Regions from separate parts of the Mus musculus genome. Here all the other regions are linked to region 1. The links are chromatin contacts, called in public HiChIP or PLAC-seq and promoter capture Hi-C maps. All regions are on one chromosome and are shown on one strand. Each heading gives the region's core, a stretch centred on a gene start, on an enhancer-like site or on the middle of the called end of the contact. The rest is flanking DNA. Distances are from core to core; before and after follow the strand shown.

The links. Promoter capture Hi-C pulls out the DNA fragments that hold promoters and counts their contacts. HiChIP or PLAC-seq counts read pairs in DNA pulled down with a chosen protein or histone mark.
Region 2: an H3K27ac HiChIP or PLAC-seq map of embryonic stem cells shows a contact between it and region 1, with 5 times the contacts expected there. The contact joins the promoter of Fhl1 here to the promoter of Rbmx in region 1. A contact is called at or near these places in 1 of 39 promoter capture datasets (neural stem cells) and 2 of 115 datasets of contacts at active chromatin or transcription factors (astrocytes and embryonic stem cells).
Region 3: a contact with region 1 is called in a promoter capture Hi-C map of hippocampal neurons, with 3 times the contacts expected there. The contact joins the promoter of Map7d3 here to the promoter of Rbmx in region 1. A contact is called at or near these places in 2 of 39 promoter capture datasets (the 3T3-L1 cell line and hippocampal neurons).
Region 4: a contact with region 1 is called in an H3K27ac HiChIP or PLAC-seq map of embryonic stem cells, with 3 times the contacts expected there. The contact joins the enhancer-like site here to the promoter of Rbmx in region 1. A contact is called at or near these places in 8 of 39 promoter capture datasets (cranial neural crest, embryonic stem cells, hippocampal neurons and 4 more), 4 of 484 Hi-C or Micro-C datasets (cerebellum and embryonic stem cells) and 10 of 115 datasets of contacts at active chromatin or transcription factors (astrocytes, embryonic forebrain, embryonic hindbrain and 5 more).

The regions. Positions count from the first base shown.
Region 1 is chrX:57,391,057-57,394,398 of GRCm38.p6, reverse strand. Rbmx (RNA binding motif protein, X chromosome) reads left to right here and starts at 1,363. Exons shown (of 9, transcript NM_011252.4): 1 at 1,363-1,547; 2 at 2,701-2,832; 3 at 3,021-3,127. The coding sequence starts at 2,724. Snord61 (small nucleolar RNA, C/D box 61) reads left to right here and starts at 2,890; the gene lies at 2,890-2,951.
Region 2 is chrX:56,730,281-56,733,542 of GRCm38.p6, reverse strand. It overlaps Fhl1 (four and a half LIM domains 1), which reads right to left and starts at 1,782. Exons shown (of 7, transcript NM_010211.3): 1 at 1,675-1,782.
Region 3 is chrX:56,820,952-56,823,960 of GRCm38.p6, reverse strand. It overlaps Map7d3 (MAP7 domain containing 3), which reads left to right and starts at 1,636. Exons shown (of 16, transcript NM_177293.3): 1 at 1,636-1,724. The coding sequence starts at 1,658.
Region 4 is chrX:58,037,467-58,040,680 of GRCm38.p6, reverse strand. No RefSeq gene overlaps it. Among named protein-coding and RNA genes, the nearest start is that of Zic3, 8.4 kb to the right of the region's middle. Within about 2 kb of position 1,495, at least 75 of the 459 cell types and tissues checked have an H3K27ac peak or open chromatin away from gene starts, as enhancers often do. A contact at or near this core is called in cerebellum, embryonic forebrain, embryonic stem cells and 2 more, where this site is marked.

The DNA.
Region 1 (3,342 bases), core at 114-2,613:
CATTAGAGCCTACTTTTTAGGGATTCTAGCATCTACTGAAGACCAGCCTCTACATCCAGCCTCGTGGACTGAGGAACTTCTGGGTTCATAGTCAGTCATTGTCGCATTACCTGGTCCACAGTCTGTAAGTCATTCTAATAAATCTTTCCACATATCTCATATATATTTGATTTTGAATTGAATTTTTGTTATGTATCAGAAACCTTTTATTATTGCCACTTTTACTACTATGCCCACATTCAATTCTATCACCCCATATGAGGAAATATGATCCATAGTATAAAAGGCTGGTATCTAAAATCGTTTTTCTTGGGAGGCAAAGACAGGGATCTCCAGCCTGGTCTGCAGAGCAAGTTGTAGGACAGCCAGACAGGAACAGAAAAAGAAAAAAGGAAAAAGGAAAGAAAAGAAATGAAAAGAAAATCCCCTCTAGGTTAAATTGTTATTTTTCTTTCACAAGCAGATAAAAATTTAGAATGCAGAACCTGGTCTGGTAGCTCATGCCTGTAATTCCAGCACTTGGAAATCTGAGGCAGGATCAGAGCTGTGAATTCCAAGACCACTCTCAGCCTGACTGGTACTGTCTCAAAACACAAAACAAATTAAGAATGCTCACTTAAAGTTCAAGCATGCTTGGTAGCATTTTTTTTTTTTTGTTTGGTTTGGTGTTTGAGACAGACTCTAACAAAGCCAGTCTGTGCTGAAACGCGTAACTGCCCTACTTCAGCGTCCCAAATACTGGGATGAAATGTGTGGGTAAGCACTCCCAACTATCGTCAGGGATTTTTGTTTGACAGTCTTAACCCCGAGGCACCTGACTCTGGTCTCACTTGCACAGAAATCAAGTAGGTACTCAGTAATCGTTCTATATGAATGATATTTTTGTAATGTCATCAAGTTCTGTTTTCACTTAACACTTACTTAACAGATTCTTCCAATGTATTACTTATTGCTCAAGAAAATTTAGCCAGTTATTGAGTATCAACGAAACTTCTTTGTTTCTTATTTCTATAACGTTGGCATTCTACCGTTTTTTCACATTGCTTTTGGAATTAGGATTTTCATGCAAAAGTAAAAGTTTTGCGCCTTGTTTGACCTAATAGGTTGCTCAATAAATTTACTTCTCTAGTCAATAAATCCCGTCCAGTGTTTTAGCATATTTAGCGAAGCTAAAAGGCGCCTTGGAGGAGAATGGATGGGGGCAGGGCAAACGGTTAAAATCCGGCACCGGCCAGAACTTTAAGAGACACAGGAAAGAGGCGGAGTGACTAGTGAATGACAAAGGGAACAGCCAATGAAGAATCTGGGAACCACTCCCTCCCCTCCCTTCGTGCTTCAAATTCTAAGCTTAATTTCCATCCGGGTTCTTCAGCCTCGTTCCCGGGTAGTATAAAGATTGCAGTCTCCTTTGTTCGCCCTCGTTGCGCAGTCGTCCTAGCGTCATTTCTGTTCCGTTCTGAAAATCGGTAGCTGTCACTGGTGCGGCGCTGCTCGGGAGGTCCGGTCGGCGAGCTCAGAGGAGCTTGAGACCGTCGCAGTCCCCTCGGGTAGGACTTTCCTTTCCTTGGCCTGTTTTCCATACAGACTTGTTAGAGCTGGATGTCATTTGTTTCCCGGGAGATAGTGGCGGCGGGCGCCATTTTAAGACACCCAAAGGTGTCAACCTATTTAAAGCAGAAGGGGTGGAAGCAGCACATTATGGGGTCAGTTATCTGAGTGCGTCTCCCGGAGGTTTGGCTGTCCCCTGTCGCGGGAGGGCGGAGGGCGCAGCTTTGTAGGTGGGGCGGGACGTGCTGGGACCGCGGGAGTAACACCAGAATAGCGTCCGTGCTAATGATAGGCTGGTGGACTTCTGAGGCTTCCTCTGGTCCTTGGCGGCAAGGAGAGGAAGCTTTCTGAGTTTTCGCTGCAACTGTCAATGCAAAAGTTAGTTCGTCCGGAGGCTGTTGGTGGTTCTGGGTTCGTTCCAAGTGTCGCCATTTTGTCTTTAACACGCGGTTTTTAATGAGTCTTAATTAGGTGTCAGGACTGGAAAAGAGTGTTAAGAGTGTGTGATTCTGAGTTCCGTTATCTTCGGACTCTGGCACTTTTTCTTTTCGATCGGATAACTAACAATCTTTCGTTGGGCTAGATGCAGCGACTTTGTCCTAAGGTAGAGATTTGTCCCTAAACTTAACTAGGGAATCTAAATGTGGAAAGGGCTTGCTCCTTACTTGGTGTGTCTGGCTGGTGACCTTGAATGAATAGGAAGTCTTTTATACCTTTGGCTTCGGGTTGGGGGCGGTGGGGCGGATAGCAAGTAGGTTGATAGGTAACGGAATGTTTTAAAGATAAGAGATCAAGACCATAGCCAGGTGTGGTGGCCCCCTTCTGTTAATTCCTGCACTCTAAGGTTGCAATCTTATATTAAAAGTAAAATACATTTAAAAGTAGCCTTTTTAAGTGTTGAGTAGCTCTTCATTGACTAAAAGCAGGGCAGATGAAGATGGTAAATTAGGCAGGCCCTTTTAACCCTGTTAATGAAAATTGCGCTGCACTGTTAGCCAAAGTATTTCAATTGATTTTCTACCACACTTGAGGTTTATTGGTATCTTTAGTTACTAAAGAATAAAGATTTTAACAAAACATGAGCCATAATTAAGCTGTTCAATAAACTTTGGGGACTTTCTACAGAGAGATAATAATACCATTTTTCAGCAGACCCCCATCGGTTAAGAGGAAAAATGGTTGAAGCAGATCGCCCAGGAAAGCTCTTTATTGGTGGGCTTAATACAGAGACGAATGAGAAAGCCCTTGAGGCAGTGTTTGGCAAATATGGACGAATAGTGGAAGGTGAGTTATCTAAAATCGTATGATATATTAATAAAATTAAAAGACAAGCTGTGATGAATTTGAATCCACTGATCTTCCGACATGATAAATGCATTGTCCTCTAAGAAGTTCTGAGCTTGCTTCTCGCAGATGTGCGCTGATTATCTTTGTTTGAATGAAACTAAACCCCACCCCCCCAACTGTTTCAGTTCTTTTGATGAAGGACCGAGAAACGAATAAGTCAAGAGGATTCGCTTTTGTCACTTTTGAAAGCCCAGCAGATGCAAAGGATGCTGCCAGAGACATGAATGGAAAGGTATGATTGTCTGCTTAATAAAAAGGTGTTTCTTAGTGACAAAAATAACTAAAAAGTGTTATCTAAGTTTCAGTCCAGCAGAGCTCTGAAATTTTTATTTTGTGTATGCATGCATATTAAGAGACTTCTGTTCACAGACACTACTATCCTGAATTTTATTTTATTGGTTTTTTTTTTTTTTTGAGTCAGTCTTGACTCAATGTCTTTTGTAGTCT
Region 2 (3,262 bases), core at 533-3,032, 660 kb after region 1:
CCAAAGACAAAATTACCAACCCCAATCCTTTTCAAATGTGAGGAATGGGGAGTAGCCTGTTCCTGGGGATGGGCAAGGATGAGAACTCCTTATCCAATTCCACGTGGCCCATAATTTAAACTTGTGCTACTCTGTAAACATTCTCATTTCCAAGGAACATTATATTTATATTTAAACGGCCTTAATCAAGATAACAAAAATATTCCCAGTATTCTCTAAACTCGCAATACATTTGATAACATGGAGAATTACAAGCAATTACAAAATGATAGCTCCAATTAGGAAAACTGGATCTAGTCCAAATTCAAATCAAAAGAGGCTCAGATAGTCCCGATGGCATCATTTAAATGAAGAGAACAGAGGACTTCCAGCAAAGACATGTGTTCCACTCTTGCTGCATTTCTACGACAGAACTCTTGCCCTTCAGGAAATCCCAAAACCAAATCTGAAATCACATTCATACACTTTCTTGTCTCCTGTTCCCAATGTGCTACCCTAGTTGTGTGTGTGTGTGTGTTTGTGTGTGTGTGTGTATGGCGGGGGGGGGGGGGGAGGTGTCGTTGTAATCAGAATGAACCCAAGAAACTTGAAAGGCCCAAATGCAGAAAATACACAGCACATTCACTGTTTCCCTTGGCCTTTCTCATTCAAACCTCTACCAGTTGTGGAAGACTAAGCAATGGGAACTTGAGAAGCAGAAACCTCTTCCCAGGAGCCCAGAACTGCATCTAGTGGGAATTTTAAGCTTTCTGAAATTGAAAGGTCACACCCAGCAGTCTACCTAACCCACTTTGCCAAGGCTCAACCAAGGCTCAACCTAAGTGCTAGAACCTTCCACTTGCCTCCATGCTGAAGCTGAAATCCAGTCCCCTCTCCCACCCCCATCCCCCATATCACTGCCATTCCCCCTCAGAGAGCAGAACCACGACCAGCCTTCTCCCTCCATCACCATTCTCCTTGCACTCCAGTCCTCCCACTGCCTCCTCCCCAGCATCCCCAAAGGGAGCACAGCAGTTCCCTCAACATCTCCAAGAACCAAGGCAGGTTTCACCTTCCTCCCCTGCCCAACAGGCGCCATCCTTAATGTAAAAACCAATGAAGCCCCCCCCCCATCGTCATCATCATCCCCTGCTCTTCTCAACTGCTGTTAGCTATCCTTTAAAAAGAAAAAGAAAAAAAAAAAACCAAAAACAAAAACCAAAGGTGTTCCCACCTCGCCCAACCCCCACTGCCCGCCATCCTGGGTGAGAAAACCAAAAGCCCCCTCTTTTTACTCCCACCCTCCATCCTTGCAGAGGAAACACCCAAAGCCGCCCCCCTGCATCCCGGCCCCCAGGGGAGCGAAAGCCCTGGGGAGGAGGCTTAGGCACGCACCCTAAGGGACCTTGGAGCCCCAGGTTCCTCAGCCCCCAACGTGGGCGAGGCAGCGGAGGCCGGAGGCCGCAGGTACCCAAGCCCAGCAGGTCCGCGCAGCCCCGGAGTAGCGGCCACGGAGCACGAGCTGCGGCTCCCCGGGGACGCCGGAGGCGTGCGCACACACACACACACACACACGCACACGCACACACACACACACACACACACACACACACGCACACACACGCGCGCGCACACACACACACACACACACACACTCGCGGAGGGAAAGCGGGCTTACTGTCTGGGGATGCTCACCCGCGCAGCTGTCTAGGCGGCACCGGCGGCCGCTGCCAGCTCCGAGACCAAAGCGCAGCGGCGACAGCGGCAGCACAGGACTGAGCCCCCTCGGCCGGGCGGTGGATGTAGGGCGCGGGAGGGGCGCACGGGGAGGGGCGCAAGAGGGTGGGAGGGAGGGAGGAGGGAGCACGCGCGGGGGCGGGGGCGGGGGCGGGAGCGGGGGCGGGCGCAGCCCACTCGGGGCGGGGAGGGGTAGGGCGGAGCGCGCGTCCGCCTGGGCTCTGCCCGTGGTGCGAGGGGCTGCGGTGCGGGCAGATCGCGCTCGCGCGCGGGAGCCCAGTCGGGCAAGCGCGGGAAGGGGGCGCGGCTGCGTGGGCCCCGCCTCGGGAGAGGCCAAGCCGCTGGCTAGGCGCGCACAGTGCGCGCGAGAGGTGGCCGCGAGCCCGCGGTGGCGCGGCTTCCCGGAGCACCCCCTGCAAGCGTCCGAAGGGCACGCGGAGGGCGGGCCAGGGGCGCCCACCGCCCCCCTCCCTCGCGGGCTCAGGCCTTCGCTGGCTGCTGGGGAGTCACGAGTCACTGCAGGCAGCCACGGCCAGAGCCCGGGAGGTGGGAGCAACAAAGAGAGACAGCCAAGGTGGCCTCTAGCCTCTCCAGGGGCCTCGCTGACCTGCACAGCCCAGTACAGCCAGTGATTGCAGATCTCTTGGTTCCCACCACACTGAAAGACCCACCGACGACCTCTCCCCTTAATAACAAGCTGGACAGAACGAAAAGAGCCTTTATTCAGAGGGCTTTCCATCATTCCTAAAGCTCTCACAGCAGAGCTTCACATAGTGACTGACTCCGTCGTTCTTTCCCTAGTTCAGTTCAGTGAGCCCTCAGCATGTGCCCAGTACTGTGCCAAATGCTGTAGATACAGCACAGTTGTGCACACACTCGGCTTTATTGGTGGAAGAAGACAGATTATGAGCAAGTGAGAAAATAAACACAGTGGGATAAACTGCAGGATAAAAGGGTGTATAAATAATGCGAGAAAGAAGGTAGTATTTAATCTAAGCCTTGCATGGTATAAAAGCAGTGGGTGTAAAGAACCAAGGGATAACTTTCCAAACAGAAGGAGCAGAGGCAAGGAAGCCAGGAGAATCCCACCATGTCAGTGGAGGGAAGTAGAAGGACTTGGTTAGAAGAGGGTTGAAGGAATTGCAGGTGAACTAGAGAAACCTGCTTTTTTTTTTTTCCTTTTAAAGAGGACCCGAAAAGGACCAGAAGGAAGGAGTAGGGTCGAGGAAAACTTTGAAAGGTGAGAATAGTCAGTACTTAGAATGTCTAGTGAGTCAGGAGAGAGGTTCATTAAAGGAATCCAAAGTCTTGATTTAAAAACATGAAGGCCAGCTAGGAGAGGGGAGAATCAGCCCTTTATGTGGAAGCAGATGAGGCGGAGCAGCTGTGTATTTAAACCAAGCAAAAGGTCTAAACACTGCTGTTAGCTCGTCCCCCCGTCCCCCCCCCTCCAGCTTCAAAATTCAAGTGATGGCCTCTTTTACCCGACCCAATAGCTACTTGCAAAATTCCTTTCTCTATCTTGCTACCCAGAGCCTACGCCTCT
Region 3 (3,009 bases), core at 387-2,886, 570 kb after region 1:
ATGTTTATGTGTTTTGCCAGATTGTCTGGCTGTGATGTTTGTGCATGTGTGTGCTGTACTAATGCCCTAAGCATAGGTGTGCTATAGGAATAATCATGGCTACTCTCACAGAGCTAGTGCAAAATGTTGTACTGTACTTGCTGAGAAGCAGGACTTTGAGGCTCTAATTAATTTTGTCCGCCTCAATTACTGTCCTTACATTTGTGCCAGATCTAGAGAGGTAGCTTGTTTTGTGATAACTTTCATTTTGAACAGTTGTTGTAAACATTTAGTGACCATTTGTATTTTCTTTCCTTCGAAGAGGCCTGTTTATGCCTTTTGACCACATTTAAAGGTCATTTGATGTACTTTCACATGTTTGTGCACTGTAAGTTATAACATTTATTTTCTATTCTCAAAAGATTCATCTTTATTTTTAAGATTTATTTATTTATTTATTATATGTAAGTACACTGTAGCTGTCTTCAGACACCCCAGAAGAAAACATCAGATTTCGTTACAGATGATTATGAGCCACCACATGGTTGCTGGGATTTGAACTCAGGACCTTCGGAAGAGCAGTCAGTGCTCTTAACCACTGAGCTATCTCTCCAGCACCTCATCTTTATTTTTAAATTGTATGTATGGGGGCGGTGCGATTGAGTGCAAGTGGGCACTGGGTTACCCTGGAGTGCAGTTGTAAGCCATCTGACTTGGGTGCTGGGGATCAAACTCAGGTCCTCTTGGAGGGCTTGATTTACTCTTATCCAATGAGCCATCACTCCAGGTCCCGTTTCTCTTTCTTCACCTAATGAAATTTCCTCATCTAAGATGAAGTACATGCGTACCCTAATGAGAAGCTTGGGGACTATATTTCAATACTGTCACTTACTGTGGTGACTCTAGACAAAGGGTTTTAATTTTTACTTTCCTTGCCTGTAAGTTGGGACAGTAGTGGTACATACTTCCTAGGGTAGTAGGGGACTAATAAGTTTGTGTATTACTGTAAGTGGTAAGTGTCATGGTACAGGGAAAAGATGGGTAACCACTATCAGCTTCTTCGGTTTACAGTTCCAATATCACTTGAAGACTCAGAGAATTCATTCAAGTGCTTATCCTATAAAGAGGCTCCTGGGCCTTCCTCAACCATAACTGCCTGCCCATAACCATGTGTTAACATATACACGAAAAAAAGAGGTGACACATCATCTATTCACCCCTCACATCCTTTACCCCCAAACTGGGCTTTTCATGTAATACTTCAAAGGTAATAAACGCTCATAGTACAGGAAGATGCTTGGCAAATGGGTGTTAACTTATGGATGGGGAACTATGGAATGTTGCAGCATTCATCAAGTAGAGGCGATAAAAGGAAAAGAACGGTCAATGGCCAAGTGGGCAGCTGATTGGCTGGAGCCCAGAACGCATCACAATAGAACCGCCAATATAAGAAAGGCTTTCCTCAGACAAAGTTAATAGCTTTCCAGCCAGCTTAGCCACAAGCATGTGAGAGCTAATGCTACCTATATTGAAGGTTCATGGGAAGTGCGGGGACTACCCGAGCCCCGCCCTGCCCCGCCCCCCGGGGTCCCAGCCCCGGCAGAGGCCAAAGAAGAGGCGGCGCCTGCGCCTTGCCGCCCAAGAACCACCTCCAGTGGTTCTCAACTACTCTCTGAAGATGGCGGACCCCACTTTTGCTGCTACCAGTAGCAGCACATCTTTCCGGGGGCTACACGAACGCTTGGGTGAGTGAGATGGATCATAGTCCCAGGGGGACAGGGACACTCATAGGCAGTGGGGTTGATGTAGCCCCAGGATCCAGAGAAGTAGCGTGGCTCAGTAACTTTTCCGTGGAGAGTCCCCTCGGTCCCTCATGGTCTATGATCCCCCTCATCTCTCTCAACACCTTAGGGCTGGGGCAAGAGAGATCAGAGAACCAGGACATGAAGGGGAAACCATCGGGCAGTGCTGTCAACATTCCAAAGACCATTGCTGGGCGGGCGGGAGCTACCAAACCCTAACTCTAGCCCTGTCTGCGTCGGGGACCAGTGACACCGCAGCAACTGCGGGAAAGCTCAGGGATGGGTGGGCGCTGGCCCGTGCTGGGCACATCCACACTTCAGGGTGGCCCTGCCAGGATCGGAAAGTTTGGGTTTTCCCTGAATCCCAAGGTGTTGGCGTTTTCCAGGTTCAGATCCAGGCGCGCGGGGGGCGGGGGGAGAACTGACGCTTAGGGCTTAGAATGTTGGGAAAAGATTTCACTTTGCTACGGCACGTGACTTTATCCCTAGGCTGAGCTGAATGAGAATCCTCACCTAGCAATACTTTCTCAACAGGTCCTATAATCAAAACTTTTTCTGTCTGGGGAGACGAAAAGGTTGGTGGGGTGTATTAATCTTAACAATTTTGGCAGCACCTATTTAATTCAGGAAATTGTGCGAGAAGGACAAGACTACTTTCCCCAGATATGCCTGTGAATAAGATGATTTTGATTGCTATAAAAATCTTTAAGGAGTTTTACATTGTAATTAGATGTACATATATTCATTTAGTGGGTTTTCTATGCATTTTAATATGCTAATACTAAAGAACTATTCTTATCTTAACAAATCACATTTTATATTTTCTACACAACTGTTTTAAATTAAAACCATTCAGCCAGATGAGCTTTAAAAACTGTGTGACTTAACTTGTTGCTTTTCCCTCGTTTGTTTAAATTCACAAATGGTTTCTCAGTTTAGAGCACGTTACTCAAAGATTGGGACCTATAAATGCAAGGAAAGCTACTAAGACTGAGAGCCAGATTAACAGCGTTTTAGAGCAGGAGAAACTTTAAAGTTAGTCTAGCAGCCAGAATCCCAGACTCAGAAGTCTTGAGCCACTTCCACAGCTTGGAGGTGTGCGGTATTAGGCAGCCTGATATTTTGTTACTATTTCGAATGGTGCAGTCGGGCTGGGAAGGGTGCTCTCCCCTAACAATGGCTGCTGGACACAAAGATTTCAGCAGTTTCCCACCAGCCTTTCAGTAGC
Region 4 (3,214 bases), core at 246-2,745, 650 kb before region 1:
TACAGTTCAACCATTAGTTAGGAGAGAAACAAAAACCCCAGTGAGAAAAGCACTGCCTTTTGGAGTCACAAAGATAAGTTGCCCCATTTTCCAGAAATTCCATTCACATAATTCCTATTAAAAAAAAAAAGAAAGAAATGCCAACCAATTTATATATGAAGTGACCCCAAAGACAGCTCAGGAATCCCAAGGATTCTTAGCTTGATTTTAAAGTCAACTGAAGAGAATCCAAGCTCAAACCCCTAACTGACTAACCCATGGCGAACACTTTTCCAATTGAAAGAATTTTCCTTTTTTTTTTTTTTCCAAACTTGATATCAAGATTTAATCAGGAGGGGAAAAAAAGCTAACAAATTCAGGCAGAGTTCAGACAGAAAAGCAATTATCAAGCAAACTCAATTTATTTCATTTGTTCTCCCAAAGATGTCAGTAGATCATTCCACCTTGGTCATATAGGGTGGCCAAGCCTGGGAAGGAAACTTCACCCACAGGAAAGAGGGGGGAAAATTAACTTGGTGGCAATTTCAAAAAAGTTTTCAAACTGCTGAAGAGTCTCCAGCTCCTTTGACATGCAGAAATCACACATAAAAGCACAGAAAATACTATGGAGCATGCTAATTTTAATTGCCCAGAGGTTTTCAATGCAAAACACCACAACTTAAATGCATAGTCCAAATTCTTGCTCCAAAGCCTCTGTCTTTGTGCATTGAAAAGAAGGAAAGACAACCCCACCGATTGTTCTCTGCAGATAAAGGCACTGTTTTGCAGATTTCCCCCAGATCAGTGCCAGACTTGCTAATGACCTGCCCACCCACCTGGGGCCCTTCCCAAGGTGGCCATCAGGAACTGCCCCACATCTCCAGAAGCTGGAATGCTTGATAGTGGACAACCCCAAGCAGGTTGTTCTTTCGCTCAGACGCTGGTCTTTAGGAGCACCTAGAAGAGTTCGTGCACCTTATTTGCTTAGAGAAGAGGGAAGTCAACACAGTCCACCTTTTAAGATGTCATTTTCCTCACTGCGACCCGTATAAAGATGAATCCGTGGCATTTTTATTTTCCTGTGCAGGAAACAGGAGCTCGAGACCACAGAGTTTCACACTCTGGCATGAGGCAGTTAAGCCAAAAACTGAATTAAAGTTTTGAATATTTCGGGCCCCTTTAACCTAAGAGTACCAGCTGTGTACACACACAAAAGAGTTAAAGGTGCTGATTTTGTGTGTGTTTGGGGCGGGGGGTGCGTTCGTTAAATGAGTTGTGCAGAAAACAAGGCCCGGGGAAAGGATAGAATATAATCTCTCAAAGGTACAACTGGGTCGACAAGCCTCTGTTTCCCTCCAAACTGGATTGACCATTGTCCTGAGAAGAGAACACATTGTCCACTGTTGTTCGTTTTTTAAGGACTCGAAGGTGCTGTGGAATTCCAACAAGGGCACGGTTAACGCGAAATCGCACACACACACCACATGAGAAGGGTTTGTGTGTGCCCGGAGCTTCTTCTGTTGGGTTTTTGTTCTCCCAAATATTTTGAGAGCCCCCAAAACCCCGAAAGAGCACATCCATTTCCCACCAGATTGCCCAAAAAGAACTTCTTCGCTTCCGTTTTTTGTCTGTTTGTTTTTAAACTGCGTCCAACTGCCACGACCTACATTGTCCCGCGAGGCGCCAGCGCTGAGGAATAACCAGGGAAATCTCAAGGACAACACAGCACGGCAGCCCCGTAGTCTGCGTTGTGCAGCGCTCTGCGGGGGTTCGCATCCGGCCGCCATGTTCCCGACTCCAGAGCCGCCCCCAAACCAACCCTCCTTTCCACATCCCTCTCCTTTCCTGCCCCCCCCCCCCACCTTAGCCGAGGCCGCCCTCCCCGCTAGGCTGCTTTCAACCTCCCCCGCAACCCCCTGGCCGCAAAATCCTGCTCGACGGCTGCAAGGCTTTGCGCCTGCGCGCCGCGACCGCGGGCGTGGGGGTGGGGGGAGTCCTAAAGTCCCCGGCCTCGGCTTGAAAAGGCCGAAGCCACGGGGAGCAGGGGCGGGGTTGAAGCCCGGACCGGAGCCTCCTCTTTCCTCCCTGCGGGTCCCAGCTAAGGCCCCGGCCGAGCTCTCACACGTGCGCGCTAAAAACCCACTTCAAAGTGTGTTCGCAGTGCCGAGGAGGCCCCTTTTGGATCAGCCTCATACTCAGGGAATGCAGGAGCCTCGCCGCCTCCATTCCCGGCACTGCAGATGCTCTTTGGAGAGCCTAGCAAGAGGGCGTTTGCCGAGTGATGCGGATGTCGCAAGTGTTCTTCCTTCGCGGACCAGCGTCCTCACCTCCCCCCAACCCCCACCGCCAGTGGAAAAGGAATTGAACACAAAGTTTGCTGGCAGCGCTATGCTGTAGTCTTAGGAGATCGCTATTGTTTGGGCTCGAATTGACCCCAGGTCGGGATTAGGCCGAAGCTGATTTCTGCTTTACAGCCCCGCCGGCCTAATGAGGCCGAGAGGCGATGGGGCGCGAAGCGTCCTCGGAGCCCAAGGCGATCCGCTAGCTTATGGCCGCCAAGGGCCCTGTTGGTGGAGGTCAAAGGGTCAGCGGGCAGAAACCGCGAGAGAATTGACCCTAGGAAATGAGGTCCCCTCCTCCCTGCCCAAACCTCAAGCGGAGATTTAGAAGAATTTGGTGTGTGGACAGGGGCTCCCCAAGGACTTCTGAAATCCCTAGAGTGACTCTCCTCGCCTTCCCCCATGCTAGAGCCCAACTGGAGCCTTGGAGCTTCAGGGCCAGTGACAGAAAACAAGCTTAGATACTAGTTACAGTGGTACCCTCCATTCACATTGTGGCAGAGCCTTTCAAAAACTTACAAGGCACTGGACTTACAAGGACCGCTGGTTTGGGCAGATTTCTTAGGAAAGCGGGGTATGGAAGCCAGGGGTAAAATAGGCAACAAGAAGTCAAGCAGAAATTCGGAGCACACCATGTCTGGAACCTACTAGACAGTCTTACCCTAGATGCTGATCTTTGAGCCTTCCAAAGTTGATGGAGGCCAGAGCTCACCAGCCATGCTTGGAAACACCCCACCCCCACCCCCTTTCCCCTCATCTTGAGATATTATGCTAACCTACTCATTTTCAAGGAGTATATTACTAAGGACCAAGCTTGGACTTGGAGCTTTAGCATTTGTGACTTGGGGTGTGTGGTTACTGTCTTAGGTTGCTTCGTTTGCATTCAAGAATATAAA